3 separate regions of the Mus musculus genome follow, and all the other regions are linked to region 2. A link is a contact called in public promoter capture Hi-C data. All regions are on one chromosome and are shown on one strand. Each heading gives the region's core, a stretch centred on a gene start, on an enhancer-like site or on the middle of the called end of the contact. The rest is flanking DNA. Distances are from core to core; before and after follow the strand shown. Region 1 overlaps Grin2b (glutamate receptor, ionotropic, NMDA2B (epsilon 2)). Region 2 holds the start of Gsg1 (germ cell associated 1). Region 3 overlaps Grin2b (glutamate receptor, ionotropic, NMDA2B (epsilon 2)).

Region 1 (3,375 bases), core at 638-3,137, 900 kb before region 2:
ATCCTAAGTGGATGGCCCAGCGTGCCCAGAGGGAAGGAACTTTGTCTGATCTTAATAGAAGGGGTGTTTATTTAGTTATTCAGATAAAATGGTCAACAGCGTTGTTCTTTATTCTGTTTTTTTTTTCACCTCAAAGATTTTCAGCATTTTGAGTTTACGAGTTCTTTCACAATTCTTTTGCACAGAAATTGTCCCTTGCTGGCACAGAAGTGTCTTCTCTGCATTGGCGTGCCCTTCCTTACAGCTTTCCAGCCAGGAGCCATCCCAAAATTCTCTCATCCCCTCCCCTAAGACCTCATTTCCTGTCTTGTGATAGCAGGCTTCGCTTTCTCTGCTTCAGGTGGGTTACTGACATTTGACCTCACCAGGTGACATCTTAGATACTTCTTTCTCCAGAGTGTGGATACCATTTGTTTCTTTCCACCCTGTCTTAGGGTTTTACTGCTGTGAACAGACACCATGACCAAGGCAACTCTTATAAGGACAACATTTAACTGGGGCTGGCTTATGGGTTCAGAGCTTCAGTCCATTATCATCAAGGTGGGAACATGGCAGTGTCCAGGCAGGCATGGTGCAGCAGGAGCTGAGAGTTTCTACATCTTCATCTGAAGGCAGCTAAGAGAAGATTGGCTCCCACGTGGTTAGGAGGAGGGTCTAATTGCCCACCTCCACAGTGACACACTTCCTCCAACAAGACCACGCCCACTCCAACAAGGCCACACTTCCTAATAGTGCCACTTCCTGGGCCAAGCATGTTCAAACCACCACATGCCCCTTATTGTACTTTCTTTTTCTCATACTCCAATTCAGTTTCTCTATTATGGATCAAACTCTTTATAATCCTGTCTTTTTTCTCTCCCTCTATTTTGTCACCATAATATGAAAGGCAGAGAAAGGAAGTTCTGAAAATGATTTCACCTATCCACTCTGGAGTTCTTCTTCTCAGATACCACTATGTCTGGACGACTGAGTGACAGACCTTTACTTTGGCGTACCCTGTAGCTGTGTCTAGTCCGTGGACCATTAAATCTCAGAGCATCTGTGTGTCTTATTCCTTCTCTTACCTGTTAGTTGCCACTTCAACTGCTTCCCGCCAGCTGGTCACTGTAAAATCTCATCTTTCCACCCCTGGGCTGTTTCCAACATGGTGACTGGAAAGTCTTACTTGCTGCAACCCAAAATGCACGTTCTTTCCTCAGCCCTGTCATTCTTTCTGGAGTCCACATTCCCAGACAAGTTGTCCTGTCCCAGTGTCCCAGTTCCTCAAACCTGATGTTTCTGGTATCTCACACATCCACTTAACACTCTCCACTCAGCCCCAGAGGGCTCTGAGGAGTCTGTCTCCACAGTGTGTTTGCATATGATCCCTACTTTTTAATGATAAGACACTAAAGCTTTTTTGTTTTGAAAAGCAAACAGACAAACAAGCAAACAAGACTCAACCAATCAAAACCAAACCATGAGCCCTGTAGACACACTGCGTGCCCTTGTCAGATCCTGGTATTTGGAACTTTGGAAAAGCTCCTACTTAACTTCCGAGTCTTGGTTTCCTAATTTGGGAATAATAGAGAATAATAGCAGTTACAGCTGCTTCAGCATGTTGTTTGGAGAATTCAATAAGTGAACACATCTGAAGCCCTCTCAACAGTGCCTGGAACAAACGGATGCTGTTCTCAGTTCTCCATCAGTAGCTCTTAGCTGGAGTCCATTTGACAATATTTGGAGAAATATTTTTGGTTGTCACAACTGGGAGAGGGGGAGAGAATTGTCATCTAGTGGGTAGAAGCTAAAGATATATTCCCCTCTGCCCAGGGCAGTATCCTGCAGCAAAGAGCTAAGCAGCCCCAAAGGGCTACATTCCAGCTGAGCAAGCCAACCATCCCTTCTGCTCTCCATGCGCATTGTTTTCTCAAAGCATCATCTAGTCCCACTTCCCATTGCTTGGCCCTCCGTTCTTTAGACGGCTCATTTTCTCACATGGTTTCAGTTACATTGATTTTGATGGTTCTGAAATCTGCATTTCCAGCATGTGATTATGTCTCCAGTGGTTTATAGAAAAATCTCCCCTGGCATGTTATCCTTGTATTGAAAACAGTAAAGGAGAGAAAACCCCCAGCTTTCTCCTCCCTTCCCTGTCTCAATGGCCACGAGACCCCCCCCCCCCCCAGCTTCCGTTGTTTTCAACAGGCACACTGACCTGGCACCCATTCCCTCTGGCTCCCTCTCCAGCAGCCCCTACTTCCAGTCCACACCAGTCTTTGCCAGTTCTTTCTTAGAAAGGCCTCCTCTGATTCTCATTTCCATTTCTATGGTTCCCTGCTTAGTACAGGGCCCTCACTGGCTTCCCTGTAGGCCTCTCTCCATCCTCCACACAGCTGCCGGAATTGTCTCCCTTAAACACTGTTTTCCTCTGCTCAAGAATCCGTAGTGGCTCTACATTACTCATTATTAGGAAAGGGAAATTCCCCACAGAGCCCTTACTGCCTGACCACGCTCGCACCTGGGCTTCACCCCAGCAGCTACCTGCCTCTTACCCCACCAGCCATCGTTTCCCAGCATGCATCTGTCTGAACTTGTCCTTCCCTGCCTTTTCACTTTGAAGTGCTATCATTTCTTCCTCCCCCTTGTTTGTCAGACCACACCATTACAACTTTCAGAACAGGGCTCCGTGTTCAACTCCCCTGGGAAAACATCTCAAATAACAAACCAGACTCTTCTTATTCTCCAGGATCACATCTGGATTCCAGTATTTGTTAGACTCCATTTATCCTGCTTTACTCTTCCAGATGTATCGGAAGAATAATCTCCAAGACTATTATTTGCTTATTCGTAGCGCAGGACATTAGATGCAGAGCATCACATATGCTAGCCAAGCACTCTGCCCTTAACCTGCATCCCCAGCTCCCTAAGGAGTTTCTTAAAAACGTCTCCAAGAGCTTACATTTTATTTCCTCTCCATCTTTTTTTTCCACTATTCCACCTCTCCCTCTCTTTTAAAGAAAATCACAAATAAAGTGTTCTGAATAGAGTAGAACTACAATGAACGATGTCCATGTAGTTGCTTCCTTTCCTTCTCAAAGCTAAGGAAGGACGCATGGCGTACTTCATGAGTCTTTGTAGTGGTGTTGGTGGTGGGAGAAAAAACAGAAGGAGGGAACCGATCTAATGCCTAGCCCTTGCTTAGGACGTTGCAACAAACAGCCACGTGAACCAAGCTGCTTGATTTATGGGATAGATGTTCTGATTCCATTAGGAAACGGAGGGAGAGGAGATCAGGTGACTTGCTTATGGGCGCCTGGATTGTGCTGATGTTTGGACTCATCCCTTGTAAACTTAGGGATCCTGCTTCCCTTACTGTCTCTGGCTGCCTCTTCC
Region 2 (3,309 bases), core at 534-3,033:
TATATCCTGTGATGTTGGACTTTGGATGTTTAACATTGTTGAAACTGTTATAAACTATGGGACTTTGAAGTCGGACTAAAGTATTTTGCATTATGCTATGGTATGTATTATATTATGGTATGGCCCCCCATAGAAGAATGTGTTTGAACAAACCTATAAGGGCCAGGGAATGGAATGTGGTGGTTTGAATACGCTTGACCCAGAAGTGACACTATTAGGAGGCCTTGTTGGAGTTGGTGTGACCTTGTTGGAGGGAGTGTGTCACTGTGGAGGTAGGCTTTGAGACCCTCCTCTGAGCCATGTGGGAACTAGTCTTCTCCTGTTTGCCTTTGAAACTCTCAGCTCCTCCAGCACCATGCCTGCCTAGACTCTGCCATGCTTCCCACAATGGACTGAACCTCTGAAACTGTAAGCCAGCCCCAATTAAATGTTATCCTTTATAAGAGTTGCCTTGGTCACGCTGTCTCTTCTCAGCAATGGAAACTAACTAACTAGGACAGAAGCGAAGAGGCAGGAAAGGAAGGAGATGGAAGGGAGAAGATGGAAGGAGAATAGGAAAGGGAGGGAAAAGAAAGAAGAAAAATCTGATTGTATTAGCTGACCAGGCATGCTATAGAAGCTCAGAGGTAAGGGAGCATTCTCAGGGCTGGAATAAGGGATTTGAGGCTAGAATCTGAGGTCCTGAAGGTCAGGATCTGGGTGCCTTGATAAGGAAGAGCAAGGGTCTTAGAGAGGGATGGAGGGTTCCATGTCACACAGGACAGGTCTTCATCCAGACCCTTTCAATCCTGGACTTCACACCTGAGGCTGAGTTGTACCTCGGCGTCAACTGAATTATGTCTACTAAAACTCTGAGAGTGAACTTGGCATGGTGGCTCACATCTGTAGTCTTGGTGCTCAGAGACTGAGGCTGGAGGATTGCCATGAGTTGAAGGCCAACCTTGTTATATAGTGAGTTCCAGACCAGCTTTAGCTGGAGTAAGAGCCTGTTGCAAAGCAAAACTGAAAATTCAACACGTGGTGGACACTGCTGTCATCCCAGCACTTGGGAGATAGGAGGAGAAGGAGGATCGAGAGTTCAAGGCCAGACTCAGCTACACATGAAGTGTAATGCCTTGTTTCAAATAAAAATAAACGTGATACTGAATGCCTCCTTAGATTTCCAGACACTGGTCCTTTAAGATGGCAACTCTTTTGCACCATTACCTCTTCAAGAATGGTCTAGAGTTAAAAAGGCCAACACAGTAGCTGCTTACTACATGAGGCTTTTGAGCCCTTCAGATGTAGATGGTGCAACTTAGCTGTTATATTTCATTTTAATGCAATGTTGAGAACAGTGTGGTTCCAGTGGTTGCTGGAGGGTGGGGGAGGAGGGGGATGTCGGCTTTCACCCAGCCCTGGGTAAGAGTTCATTGTTATTGCTGTGTGTGTTCATCTCACTGTTTTGAATGGAGGTGTTAGAACACTGTTAAGCCTTATGTGGCTCACAACTGTAATTCTCTCTGACAGCAGTGGGCAAGCCTCACAAGCCAATGTGATCTGGTTGGCACCACATGCAAGCCATCCCTAACCTTCAGATTTGTGTTTGAATGAACTCCCCAGATCTTTTTATACTCATTAAGCACCGATTGAAAGACCTCAGGAGACTGAGAGGTACTGAGCGTGTGCCCTTCTCTCAACCTGGTCTTTCTAGGGTTGGGAGAGGAGTGGGCGGGGCATCCGGGGGAGAGAGCCCTGCCTGCTACTGTGACATCACAGAATGAAGTCATAGTAACCCATCCCTACCCAAGCTGGCGGCGTGCCTGAGGGGCATTCATCCTCTCCCAACTGCCCACATACCACCTTACCCCCTCTGCTGGCAAGAGGGGACCTGGTGCACCCTCTCCCTCAACACCTGAGCCACGCAACTAAGACCTGTCAGAGCAGAAGCTGAGACACATTTTCAACTCCTGTCAGCTGACTCAAAATGTTTGTCTCACCCAGGAGGTAGGTACACAGCTTTTGGAAATGTTGTTAAAAAAAACTAATTATATTTATTTCACTATTTGAGCCCCATCTCTAGTGGCATGAACACACACACACACACACACACACACACACACACACACACACACACGGAGAGGGGAGTAATGTATAGTTATTGAGCAGTGAGCAAGTATGTTCAGAAGGCCCAGCTAGCCTAAGAAAGCGGCATTGGTGAGACTGGGACAGAGCTCAAAGCTCTGAAGAGCCAGCAGTGTGGGCTCAGGCAGCTCCCCCAAGTTCAGAAAGAAGCCCCCAAAGTACACACATCAACCATCAACTGGTGGAGCCCTTACAGATATGAACATGATAGCAAAAGCCAGTCAGTGCCTGAAATGTTAGTATCTTTCAGGATTAGTTCTCTAGAGAGGGGGCAGGGTTATGGGGAAGCCTGGTGTTAACATGAAGCCACAGATATAAAGCACAGGACACTTGAACCCTTGCCTCATTGTGGAGGCCGTTCCATGACCCGAAATCTGTGGCTTTTGTTAAAAAGTGTCTCCCTGCCCTTTGCTGTGTGGGCACGTTCCTTCAAAAGCAGTGGGCCTTTTAGGGTTGCGGGTCTAAACGCGGACTCTACCATGTCTACATCTGTGATCTGGTGCAAATCAAAGATCGAATCCAAGCAGCACAATGGAGATGGTGCTCTATACCTGGTGGGGTGCGAGGGCCTCGGGAGCAGTTAGCTAGCGAAGGGTCTAACCACTGGCCTGGTAGTTTGGGATGCTTTTTCCTTAGATTCCGCTTTCCTTCCACCTCTTTAGATCTTCAGAACAAAACTGTAGAGGACTCCCCACCTCTCCCGCCAGCCCTTGGGGAAGCAGGTAGGTAACCAGTAGTCCTCAGATGTGTTAAGGGGTTCATGTGCTCACCTCTCGTGTCTACAAAACGAGGCAGGCCTACCTTACCCCTCCATCAGAAAGGACCTAGGGAACCACGTTTTGGAGGGAATAGGGAAACGCTTGATTTGGGATTTGACAGCAACCAGGACACTTGTCCCGTCTGGTGTTAGGAATTTAACCCAGGATCCATTCTCTTCTCTGGGCTGGTCCTCGCCTGCCCTGATGGATAGGCCAACCGGATGCAGGACCCACCCAAGGAAGAGAAAGAGGAAGAAACCTAGTGGTTCCTTGCCACACCTAGAAGTCCCAAGGACTCGCTGCACAAGGGCGGGGCCCTGCGAAACAATTCAAAACACGCTCCCGGTGCGTCGCCACGGCAACCACGCCCGGTGCTAGGCAACTGGGGCGCCGTAGTAAACACCGTCGGGAGGGTTACTCATGGGGA
Region 3 (3,532 bases), core at 1,029-3,528, 650 kb before region 2:
TCCTGCACAGTGGCCCTAAGTGAAGTCACACTCTCCTCTTTACTTCCATCCTTACTAAACTCATTAACCTGCCCCTAGATTCTGTAGCAAGCTTCTCCGTGCTCTCTTACACGTCACTGAATCATCTTACCCAGTCTCTACTTTAAATGGATCACATCTCACTTGGATCATTTTATGCAAGTGATAAAGGACCTATGATGACTTCACTTAGAAAACCATCCTCCCTGCATCCCATCAGCCTGATCGCAGATCTCAGAAGGGACTCTTCCAGTCACCGCCCTTTTCCTATGCTACCAGAACAAGGTGCTGTGGAGGAAAGGCTCCTGGGAAGGCAGGAGAGCATGGAACTTCCTCAGCTCTGCGCTAGCTCAGTGCTGTTGCTTCCTGGCAAGCAAGGCATTCACCTTCTCTGATTCCTTTGTAGTATCACAGGAGAGGTGTTTGCTTGGAAAGAATGGGTCTGGGAGACTGGGGCCTCCTCTTCCTTCTAATTAGGAAGGTTTTTTTTGACTCTCTGATAGTGGGAAGGATTGGGCCCTTTCCTTGAACTGTGCTCAGTGAAGAGCCTTGAACAGGAACCTGAGTCTGATTCGTACCACAGGATGCTGCAGCAGCTGACCACACACCTGGAGGGGAGGAGAGATTAAGGGTCTCAGAGGAAGCTTGCATCTTGCGTCTACTCTCTGTGGCGCTGTCTACACTCTTTTCTAGACTTGGCTTTAGTTCGCTCGGCTAAGCTTTTGATTCACTTGATAAAGGAAAACAAATAGGTCAGACTTGATTTTCTTTGACAGGAGGGTTCATTTTACGCTCTTCCTGCCTCAGCAAACTCTGCTGGGCAGTGATTCAGTCTGCTTGCCAGGTGCTGGCCTGAGCAGCACCGTCCTCCTCTTGGGCCTCTTGTGGGAGCGCTTTTTGAGAAAAACTCTTTGCAGTTCAGCAGGGTGACAGTCATGAAACAAACCTTCAGTGGCCTGGGGGCTGCAAACTCTGACACAGTTCCAACCACGGAACTGTTCACCACCCCGATGCTTGAAAATTCATGGAAGACCTCATGAATGCCGGCTGCTTTTCTCTGCCTCCAGAAACAGCATGCTCTCCTTTCTTTGCCTGAGTTGGGAGTCCCATTGCCATTCTTTGAATCCTCCTTCTCCTCCATTCACCTCTCTCAGTTCCTGAATTTTACTATGTCTCTAACTGACTTCATCTGGGATCCATCCACTTTTTCTCATTTTACCCACAACTCTGACTAACCTTTACATACATGACTCTTTCTGTGCCTGGATGGTTGGCTCCACATCAGCAGGATGCTTGGAGCAACCCATTCTGGGTTTCTTGAATGAGTGAGTTAATTGAAGCTAATTGTGAAATTAAGCTTTACATTACCTATGGACTCGATTTCCTCTGGGTTTTTGGTGTTCTATATTATTGAAGACTTGATGTCAGGTTCTATTCTCTGATTCTTTTTATTTTAAACAAATGGTGAAGTATCTACTCTAGCCCAGAGCTGTCCTCAGTGTAAAAGACAGCACAATAGAAAAGACACAATCGAATTTACTTCACAAGTCAAGTTCAGTTCAGGAAGCAAAGCCCGCCCACACAAACATATTGAGTAAAAGTGTGAGAGACAGATCACAGTGAAGTGTTTCAAAGGGGTGGCATGGCTCTTGTGCTATAGAGGCGGGGACTGTCTGTATCGCTGAAGTTAAAGCCCTGGAACTGCTTGGAGAACGTGTAGGCAGTGGTCCTCATCCTAGACTTCAAAGGATGCGGAATAAAAATAGCTAAGAAGCTGATATTTCTCCAAGTGGGAATAATCACATGACCAAAGATTTAAACTCAAAACTTGACAGAGAGGGTCATGTTGCTATCAACATATCTTAGTGGAACTGGGGAGAAGAGATGACAAATGAGGATGGATCACAGTAGAAGAGCCTTGTTCTTTTCACAGACAACAGGATATACTGGCAAGGAACCATCTTGGGAGTTGGCTTCTAATCATTTTAATTTTGTAGTTTTAAATCAAGTCATTTATTCTCTCTAGGGCTTGGCTTATTTTTTTTGCAGAGAGAAAGACAGACAGACACAGAGAGACAGAGACAGATTGAGAAGCTTTTGGTAAATATCCTACGTGTGAAGAAACAAGGACCAGTTGGGGGTCACAAAGATAGCTGGAGAACGTTGACTATTTTAGAATCTGGTAATGGCCTATATACTGCTAACACAGGCTTGAACAATCAAAGCCGGCTCTTAGATGACTAATAAGGAAACACATGAGGGAGAGCGATTGACACTGGAGCCTGTTTCTCACACAAGATGCAGCTGATTCTAAGCTGAAGCTGTACCGGCTCCTGCGGTTGCCTTGCAGTGCCTACAGCTATGAATGTGAACTTCCAGATTCATCAGTGTAGAGTTGGCACGGCTGTCGGCCGCCGAGCTGAGAGAAGATGAGCTCTCTCAGGAGAGCATGCTGAGAAGAGGAAGGTGTGATTCAAGCTGAATTCCCCAGCATTCACAACCATGGGAGCGGGAGAGTGCGGACAGTGTTGAGCAAAAGTCACAGGCCTGATGGAGACTGTGGTCACCAGCTGAATCGGGGCATAGCTTTTTAAAGCCATTAAGGAAAAAGAGTGGTGTCTGATATGGTATATAAGGTGGACATTATGCGGTCATGTGCCTTCTTAATTTTTCTTCTCTTTTATGCAGCTATCATTAACCACAAGTTGATTGTTTATGGTTTTTAAATCAGGCAGCATCTAGTTTTTGATCACCTTAATTTGTTTACATAGCATAAGGAAGAAATTAAAGGGACTGAAAGGTTTTAAAACAATCCCCAGTCACCAGGTACAAGAAAAAGTTGGTGAGGAAAGAGTTTAACATTCAACTGTTGGCTAAAATAAGATTTAGAGCCTTTTGTACAGGACTAGAAGCCACAGGGACTCCTCGCCATCCTGGTTCCTGCACCTGTTAACCCAGAGCTGTGGCCAGTTACCTAACCTCTGTGAACTTGGTTCCCCAGCTGTTCCGCAGAGGCAACACTAACTGTATCACACTGCCCTTCTTATCTGTTAAATGAGAACACACCAAAGCTCCTTGCAGAGGGCCCTTGAAGAGAGTGTTCACAGCACAGTCAGCTTTGCTATTATTATCTAATTTTACTTGTTTTATGGCACTGCCTCTGTTCCTATTGGCGTTAATAACTGAGAAGTGAGTGGGGAATTATATTTAGAAAGTATGATCATTAACGATGATATTTTCCTCGTCCTTTTGGGAGAGATGCATTTCTTCCATTCTCATCTTGTAAGATGCGAGTTTATATGAAATCCAGGCTCTTACTTGTTCTTGAATTTCCCTTGCTATGGGATCTGAGCTGAAATGCCAGGGAAGGGGCCAAGAATGGTGGGGCTGAAGCTCCACCAGTTTCTATCAGAAGGTTTTATTGAGGCTGAAAGAGGAAGTCATCTTGAAAGGAAAAGAAAAGTGACTATTTCTCCGAGCAAGAATGTGTGCGCTGACAATTTCGATTCTGCCC

What was found. Promoter capture Hi-C pulls out the DNA fragments that hold promoters and counts their contacts.
Region 1: a contact with region 2 is called in a promoter capture Hi-C map of embryonic stem cells, with 4 times the contacts expected there. The contact joins the enhancer-like site here to the promoter of Gsg1 in region 2. A contact is called at or near these places in 10 of 39 promoter capture datasets (cranial neural crest, embryonic stem cells, frontonasal cranial neural crest and 5 more), 4 of 484 Hi-C or Micro-C datasets (cortical neurons, nephron progenitors and ventral hippocampal neurons), 2 of 115 datasets of contacts at active chromatin or transcription factors (embryonic forebrain and forebrain) and 1 of 9 other capture datasets (embryonic stem cells).
Region 3: a contact with region 2 is called in a promoter capture Hi-C map of hippocampal neurons, with 6 times the contacts expected there. The contact joins the enhancer-like site here to the promoter of Gsg1 in region 2. A contact is called at or near these places in 7 of 39 promoter capture datasets (cranial neural crest, embryonic stem cells, hippocampal neurons and 3 more), 6 of 484 Hi-C or Micro-C datasets (cortical neurons, embryonic fibroblasts, embryonic stem cells and 2 more), 1 of 115 datasets of contacts at active chromatin or transcription factors (astrocytes) and 1 of 9 other capture datasets (embryonic stem cells).

The regions. Positions count from the first base shown.
Region 1 is chr6:136,149,188-136,152,562 of GRCm38.p6, reverse strand. The region is part of intron 3 of Grin2b (glutamate receptor, ionotropic, NMDA2B (epsilon 2)); the gene reads left to right. Among named protein-coding and RNA genes, the nearest start is that of Gm26653, 22 kb to the left of the region's middle. Within about 2 kb of position 1,887, at least 28 of the 459 cell types and tissues checked have an H3K27ac peak or open chromatin away from gene starts, as enhancers often do. A contact at or near this core is called in cortical neurons, embryonic stem cells and hippocampal neurons, where this site is marked.
Region 2 is chr6:135,252,810-135,256,118 of GRCm38.p6, reverse strand. Gsg1 (germ cell associated 1) reads left to right here and starts at 1,783. Exons shown (of 7, transcript NM_010352.2): 1 at 1,783-1,986; 2 at 2,787-2,846.
Region 3 is chr6:135,899,472-135,903,003 of GRCm38.p6, reverse strand. All of the region lies in intron 5 of Grin2b (glutamate receptor, ionotropic, NMDA2B (epsilon 2)), which reads left to right. Among named protein-coding and RNA genes, the nearest start is that of Gm14330, 49 kb to the right of the region's middle. Within about 2 kb of position 2,278, at least 22 of the 459 cell types and tissues checked have an H3K27ac peak or open chromatin away from gene starts, as enhancers often do. A contact at or near this core is called in cortical neurons and hippocampal neurons, where this site is marked.